Linked DNA regions of Danio rerio: region 2 is linked to region 1. The links are chromatin contacts, called in public HiCAR-type maps. All regions are on one chromosome and are shown on one strand. The core of a region is the stretch at or near the end of the contact, and the rest is flanking DNA. Distances in the headings are between cores, read along the strand shown.

Region 1 (4,120 bases), core at 1,077-3,576:
GCCCATATTTTTTTAAATAAATGATATACAGTACATCTATTTGTAGTGAACAGAGATTTACTTATTTTTAAAGCATTTAAAGCACACTTTGATAAAAAAAATACTAATAAGACTGGTGAAAATTAATGGATTTTAATTTAATTATTCAAATTCAATGAAGCAGTACTAAAAAAATATATTTAAGGGTATTTTTAATGTATAACTTCTACAAACTTATAATGCATATGATTTGGATATAACACCTCTCCAATCCAGTTATGAATCTGAGTCTTCCATAATACATTCATTCATTCATTTATTCATTCATTTTTTCATTTTCTTTCCGGCTTAGTCCCTTTATTAATCCGGGGTCACTACAGTGGACAGAACCGCCAACTTATCCAGCACTTTTTAATGCAGCGGATGCCCCTCCAGCCGCAACCCATCTCTGGGAAACATCCACACACACTCATTCACACACACACACACACTCATACACTACGGCCAATTTAGCCTACCCAATTCACCTGTACCACATATCTGTGGACTGTGGTGGAAACCGGAGCACCCAGAGGAAACCTACGCAAACGCAGGGAGAACATGCAAACTCCATACGGAAACGCCAACTGAACTGACCCAGCCAAGGCTCAAACCAGCGACCCAGTGACCCAGCGACCTTCTTGCTGTGAGGCGACAGCACTACCTACTGCGCCACTGCGTCGCCCTCCATAATACACACACTTATTAATGATTCCTACTTGTCTTCTATGAGAGGAAGAGTAGGCAAAATCTGTTATGTAGTGGGGAAAAAGAAAAACGTGTTCATCAGACGCTGAATACGAACAGGGTTCATGATCGATCACGACAAAACATGTTGCCATGCGCTTTACGCACTACACCACTCTCACTGCTATCTCTTGCGCTCTGTAGTTATGTTGTCTCTGTTAATCAAACGGTTATGGGCGTGATTCGCTTAACCAGCTTATTCCAACAAGGTGCACTATTTGCGCTTAGCCTAAATAGACACTTCAAAATCAGCATTTTCCCCCCCTGCAGGGGCCCCAAGTGCACACGGGCCCCTGGGCCTGTGCCCATAATGCCCATTGGTTAATCCGGCCCTGATGCCTGCAAACAAGTGATAATTTTCCGGAAATTGCACGTCCTCAAACATCCCTCTTCACACCTCCACACTGCATCCCTCCTCGCTCTTTCTTCAGACACTCTGTCAAACAACCCATGCCAAACATGCGTTATAATCAATCATTGGCTTAGTGTGAACTCTTGAAAAGATAGATATGGGAGAGGGAAAACGCAAGTTACATTAACTGCAGAGTAAAAAAAAAGACTAACAAAGCAAAAAAGGTAAGTAAACTAGAATTGTATAAAAGTGTATGACATTTATTAAATTAAGAGCATTACAGAAAAGCTATCATAGAAATCAAATCATAGACAAATCATAGTCATTAGACAAAAGTTTTTCATACCAAAAATCGGACACATTTTTTGTTGTTACACATACGGAAAGATTTGAGCAGGGACTCAACTTCAGTCAGAAAATGTCAAAAAGTAGGAATTGAAGCCATGCATTTTTGTTTAGTTATAAAAAAAACATCCAAACAAAAAGAAAAGGTTCAAGATATATTCTTTAGATTTAAGTGCAAATTTTTAGTAATAACAAATCTTTTCTTTAAAACTAAAAGACTGTGCAAAGGTAAGAGTGTTTAAATAATGATACAAGTAAAAGTAAAGTTTAACGGCAGGTTGATTTGTACCTAAAAGACTTCATGTGACATGCAAGACCCATTTTTGAAAGAATTGCAGTGACATCACATTGACTGTTCTTACAAATATATATATATATATATATATATATATATATATATATTTTTTTTTTTTTTTTTTTTTTTTTTTTTTTTTCCCTTTAACTCTTTGAAGCATACATGGGACTGACTTCTGCAGTCTACAGTTACCGACTGACTTCTGACTTTCTATATCTTTGCAATGAATTAATTAATTCACTTGATATTCCAGGAATTTCTCAGATAACTTGTTTTTGACCATCACAAATCCTTATTTATTTCTTACATTTTGAATAATGAAATAATGAATTCCCTAATTACCTAATATGCAGTGTAACAAATCACAAAAAAACACTACCAGTGTGAAATGTATAATTGATATTTAACAATATGTTGTGAACATATGTTGTGTGCACTGCTTTGCTTGCCTTTATGTCCTTCGTTGAGTTGATAAAACAACTCTTCCTTCCTCTTTTTTTCCCCCCCAATGGCCACCAATCACGACGCGTTGTGTAAATCACATGTTGCCGGCTCCCTGACGCAAAACCTCCGCGACTCCTACTGATCGTTCCTCCATGTGAATGTCGTCGATCCACTTATAAAACCTTATTTGACGAGGTAAGCAAGCAGTAATTACTTTATCCTTAGCGACAGTGCAGTCCTGTGCATTTACCATGACACGTATTTATCGGATAGCTTCAGCGGTTGCTCTGTTTCTCAAATTGTATGTTGATAACGAGCACCGTTTCATAAGCTTATTGCAGCGCCTGCCCAAAACGGCAAGGTCAGAATAGACTTCTTCCCATGACAGACTGCTAGAAAACGCAGATATCTGACAGATCTTTGTAAGATGTTTGCAAGTAGTATATTTAGAAAGTGTTAAAGTTTAATACTAGTAATGATCTGTTTTAAAAATAAATCTGTTATTAATATTAATTATTATACTACTACCAATTATAGAAATATACAGAATAATAGAATTGTTTATATTACACAAACACAAAAGGCCAAGAACACTAACGTTACCAGTCAGAAGATGGGAAACATTAAGATCTGATGTTTTTGAAAGAAATCTTTATTTCACCAAGTCTCGATTTATTTGATAAAAAAAATACAACAGTAATAGAAATGATTCTTACAGTTCATGTAACTGTTTTCTGTGAATGAATTAAAATGTATTAAAAATATAATTCGGTTTGGCATTGAGGTAAAGTTGGTTTTATATTCAAACATTCAGACTTTCTCCTTGCTAATATAATTTCAGAAAAGTATATGTCAGCAAATTCTAATTAGTGAAATCATATTAGGAGCCAATGACTATCAAAGTACAACATTTTTCACATATCTACTTGTGATTGGACACAATCTACATTGTAATAGCGCTATACAAATAAAGGCGAATTTAATTTAATTTAATTTAATTTCTGAACGAATATTCAAAGTAAACAATGTAGAGAGCATGTCACATGTTGTCACTGAACAAATGTGCAAATATAAAACCAACTTTACCTCAATCAATTTGGCCTAAAATTAAGATCTTGATTAATTGAACATTTTAACTTGATTACGATTAATGAAAGAATATGACTTTTTTTTGCCCCCATAGTTCAGTTCACTGATAAGTTTTGTAAAGTAAATGTGCTCACATTTTACAAGTGAGAGATTTTTGAATGAAGGGTGCCTTACTTGATTTTAAAATAAATTAAGGAAACACTATCTAACATCTATGATTATTTATTGAACTTAAATGTTGAACAGCTGAAATTAAAACAAGTTGCCTCAAACCAACAGTTTTTTTCTTATAAATAAGTGAAAATAAATTACTTGAACTTTTCAAAACAAAACAAAACAAATCTGTGTTTTTCATATTAAACATAGAAAATAAGCAGTATATCTTAAAATATAAAAATAAAATCCCTCTACTGTAAATAATATTTTAAACAGTGCATTTCTTGCATCTTCTGTAAACAAATATATGAATGTAAATAATAATTTTGATGTAATGGAAAATATGCCATCTCAAGGAATCTCTGGTGCAGCTTCCAGTTATCATCAATATAGTGCAAGGTAACACAACAGTAACAAATAAAGCTTTTTGATTAATCACCAGCCCTACTGTGACATTGTGATTTTAATGAATGTTTTTAAATTTAAATAGTATTTTTCACAATATTGCTGTTTTTATCATTTTATTTGTTTGTTTTATTTCAAACACATACAAAAATCTTAAGATAGAGTTCCAAACTTTTGACCAGTAACATACATGTTATATAAGCATCATTATTATAACATGACTGCTGTTATTTTTCTCTTAGCTGGCCTTGTTTTTGTTCATCTGAGAC
Region 2 (3,589 bases), core at 218-2,717, 590 kb before region 1:
CTGCAAGGTGCACAGTGTTTAAATGGTCAGAGCAAAAATCTGTTTTTCTTTTTGAAAGTAGATGATGCAAACTGGATTAAAAACAATTTGTTTTTACTGACCCCAAATATGTTCATCTATGTGTCAGGGATCCCCGTTTATAAAATGCTCCTAGTTTATAAAATAATCAAAAACTTTTTTGCTGTTGCTTTAGAAATTTTTTATTAATTTTATAAACTATTTATGCAAGTACTATACTTTTCTTGTATAAATAGTTTATTCACAAAAGTTACATTTAGTAATTATCTAATCATCATATATAGTTTTTTTGTTCGCTTCTTTTATATTTTTTTATTATTTTAATACAATTATGGTTTTAAAAAACCTTTACCCCATTTCTCCAAGCACATAACTGACTTGTTTACTTCATTTAAAAACATTTGACTCATGTCCTTTTTTATTATTACACCCATATTTGGTGCTATACACTTCTTAATAGTTTTTTTTTTTTTTTTGCAATCTGTCTGTTTGTGCAATTTAAATGACACTTTTACTTGCTGACAACAGCAAGTTGTCACTTTTAATTTCTCTGCAAATATTTTAACCGATTTAAAGCGCAATTTAATTAAAAAAAATTTTTTTTTACATTTTTTTCAATTTTTACTCCATTTACTTTCAATCTTTTATAATAATATGCAACAAGAATTTCAGAGTTTTGTGAAAGCAAGTCAAACGAAACATTTTTTTTTATTAACAAGAACAAGCATGTACAGTTTTCTTATACAATACAATACAATCACTTTACATTTCTTAACAAGAATGAAATAAGTGAAAAAACAAAGGAGAAGAGAAAAAAACAGAGGAGAGGGTACATGATTATCAAATTACATACAAATATGTTTCGCACATTTTATAATTTTAGTTATTTACAAGAGTTAGTAATGCACTTTTTTTTTTACAGGAAATGCATATATACAAACAGTTTATGTAAAAATGTTAAAGGAGGAGCATATATTAATTGTTTTAATTGCTTTTCTATTTTGAGAAATCTCTTTTATATACATTTGAATCTCTTTTTCTAACACCATGAAGAGAGGTTTGCTTTTGGAAAACTTGGATTTATGTATGTGAAATTTACATAATAATAAAATAAAATTTATAATAAAACCAGCATCTTTTAAAGAGCGATCCTTAACATAAAAACCCAACATCACATGTTTATAAGATAAGGAAAAGGTTTTTAAGATATTACGAGCAATAAAAGCTTCAACATTGATCAAAATAGTCGAGTATATTGGCAAGACAAAAATAAATGTGAAATAGTTTCATTAAAGCTTTCGCAAAAACAGCATTCTAACTCAATATCAAGTCAAACGAAACATCTGTACAACAAACTCTTTGAGACTTTTATTTTGTTAAACATGTGGTGACCCAACAGGAAGTCGTTCCATCTGATTCAAGTTTCAGCCCATGCGTACTTTCACGTTGACAAGTGAACGATCCTTCACATAGCGGAGTCTCTTCCTAAACAAAGTGAGATTAATACATATTTTATCATCTAACAATGGGTGGACAAGCAAAAGCTAAGAAGAAAATCAAAGCCAAAAGAAAAGACACCAAAGCAGACGGAGGTATGTCTGTTTTCAAAAGCCATGTGTTAAAATGTGTAACGAAAAAAGGCTTTAGAGCATGTTATGTGAAATGGGTCAAACATTAAGCACGTTTCTTGATATAGAATGGACACTGTTAGGGTCACCGCTGCGTGTTTTAGCAATAACGGTTCGATGTAAACATAACACTGTCCACGTGATTGTTTTTAAGCCATGTGGAGATAACTGTGATTTACAGTTTGTCTCAGTCGCTTTGGTACTTTACTCAGATCAGATTTCTCAAAACTATCTGTTTAATCGTCACATCGTTGTGTCACTTGTGCACATCAAAACAGCAGTTTCTCATTCCATTGAACAAGTTGCAAATGCTTTTGTACATCAATGCAAATGATTATGTGTAATTCTCTACTGTTTCCTACATTATCAGTTGCTTATTTCATGTTGATCAAACTCGATTATTTTGGTCTCTGTTTAATAGTTTGAGCCCCCAGAACATTTAATCATTTGCTCATGGCTTAAGTCTTTAAATGCAAAATGGCTAAACAAGTTGTCATAATATTTTGTCATAATGCATTTTTTTCTGAAGGTTTCCATTACACTTTTTCCTAAAGCTGACTAACGTTACAATTAGTGAAGTTCTCACCTTGACTTTCTATAATGAAGCTGTATCTCAAAGGATGCCCTATGTCACAGGTGTCAAATCCAGTTCTTAGAGGGCCGCAGCTTTGCACTATTTATTTATATGATATGAACTTTTTAGATTGCTTTAGTACAAATTGTGTATAATAGAAATGCACAATATGTGACTTTTTTAAAGCAATAATACATTTCAGCAGTCATAAACATGTTTTGATAGTTATGCCAGTGATTTGATGCTTCACAAAAGTTGCAGACGCCTTTACCAATATGAAAACGCTTTTGTAAACAACCAGTTATTCTTTACACCGATTAAAAAACGGCTACTACAATAAAGAAAATATTTTCTAAATGTGGAACTAAATACATTGATTTGCATTAAAATGCATGATGAATACACTTGACACATGAAAGTGGAAAGCCTGCAGGGGTCCGTTCTTCGTACGTGGATTACTCAGTTAGCTGGATTTGGATATTGACGATTTGACACGATCCAGGATCGTTTTGTTCTTCAAAGCTGATCCGAGAGTTGTTGTCATAGAAACAGTTCTGCTAGGTCAAACCTGATCGGGAGCAGGTTCAATTCATATAAACAGGATTAGATTGGCTCAGTTCAAGCAAAGATAATACAGAAAGTATGTTCCGAATTCTGATATTTTCTTAAAGTAGTAGTTATATACACTTAGGAAAATGGTACATATTTTTTAACTATATATATATATATATAAAGTTATAGTCATTAATAAAATAAATTAAGTTATACATATTAATAAAACGTATGCAATCTGCACCCTCGAAATGAAAGTACAAAGATTGCCACCTGGTGGTGCAAAGAGAAAACTTATTCATATGAACTTTTTAGATCGCTTTAGTACAAATTGTGTATAATAGAAATGCACAATATGTGACTTTTTTTAAAGCAATAAAAAATCTAGGATTCGAGGATCGATAGATCTGTCCTTCACAACACACACAGCGATCCCAGATCAGTTTATCCAGACATTCTAATCTGATTCGCGAACTTGTTTGAAGAACCAAATTAGCGAGAGTTCAGTTATCAAGATTAAAAGATCCGGGATCTGCCAAATAATCTTAGATCATTTAAGCGAGGTACGAAGAACGGACCCCTGCTCACAACAAATGTGGAAGGTTATTGCGTGTCATATTTAACAAGTCGTTTACTGCTAATTTGATGTAATTTTGCTCACATGCATAATTGAATATTAATCAGATGATGTCATTACGCTGCTGTGCCGTCAGCCAATCGTTGCATTGCTGATCATGATTTCGAGGATCGATACATCTGTCCTTCACAACACACGCAGCGATCTCAGATCAGATTATCCAGACATTCTAATCTTATT

What was found. HiCAR-type assays count read pairs that join an accessible place to other places.
Region 2: a HiCAR-type map of caudal fin shows a contact between it and region 1, with 8 times the contacts expected there. The contact joins the promoter of si:dkey-12j5.1 here to the promoter of tbrg4 in region 1. A contact is called at or near these places in 2 of 18 Hi-C or Micro-C datasets (caudal fin and hematopoietic stem cells) and 2 of 4 datasets of contacts at active chromatin or transcription factors (caudal fin and embryo).

The regions. Positions count from the first base shown.
Region 1 is chr16:30,799,416-30,803,535 of GRCz12tu, reverse strand. It overlaps tbrg4 (transforming growth factor beta regulator 4), which reads left to right and starts at 2,326. Exons shown (of 12, transcript XM_685771.10): 1 at 2,326-2,396. The region is part of intron 1 of LOC141378207 (a long non-coding RNA gene); the gene reads left to right.
Region 2 is chr16:31,390,975-31,394,563 of GRCz12tu, reverse strand. si:dkey-12j5.1 reads left to right here and starts at 1,467. Exons shown (of 9, transcript XM_073926114.1): 1 at 1,467-1,610. The coding sequence starts at 1,544.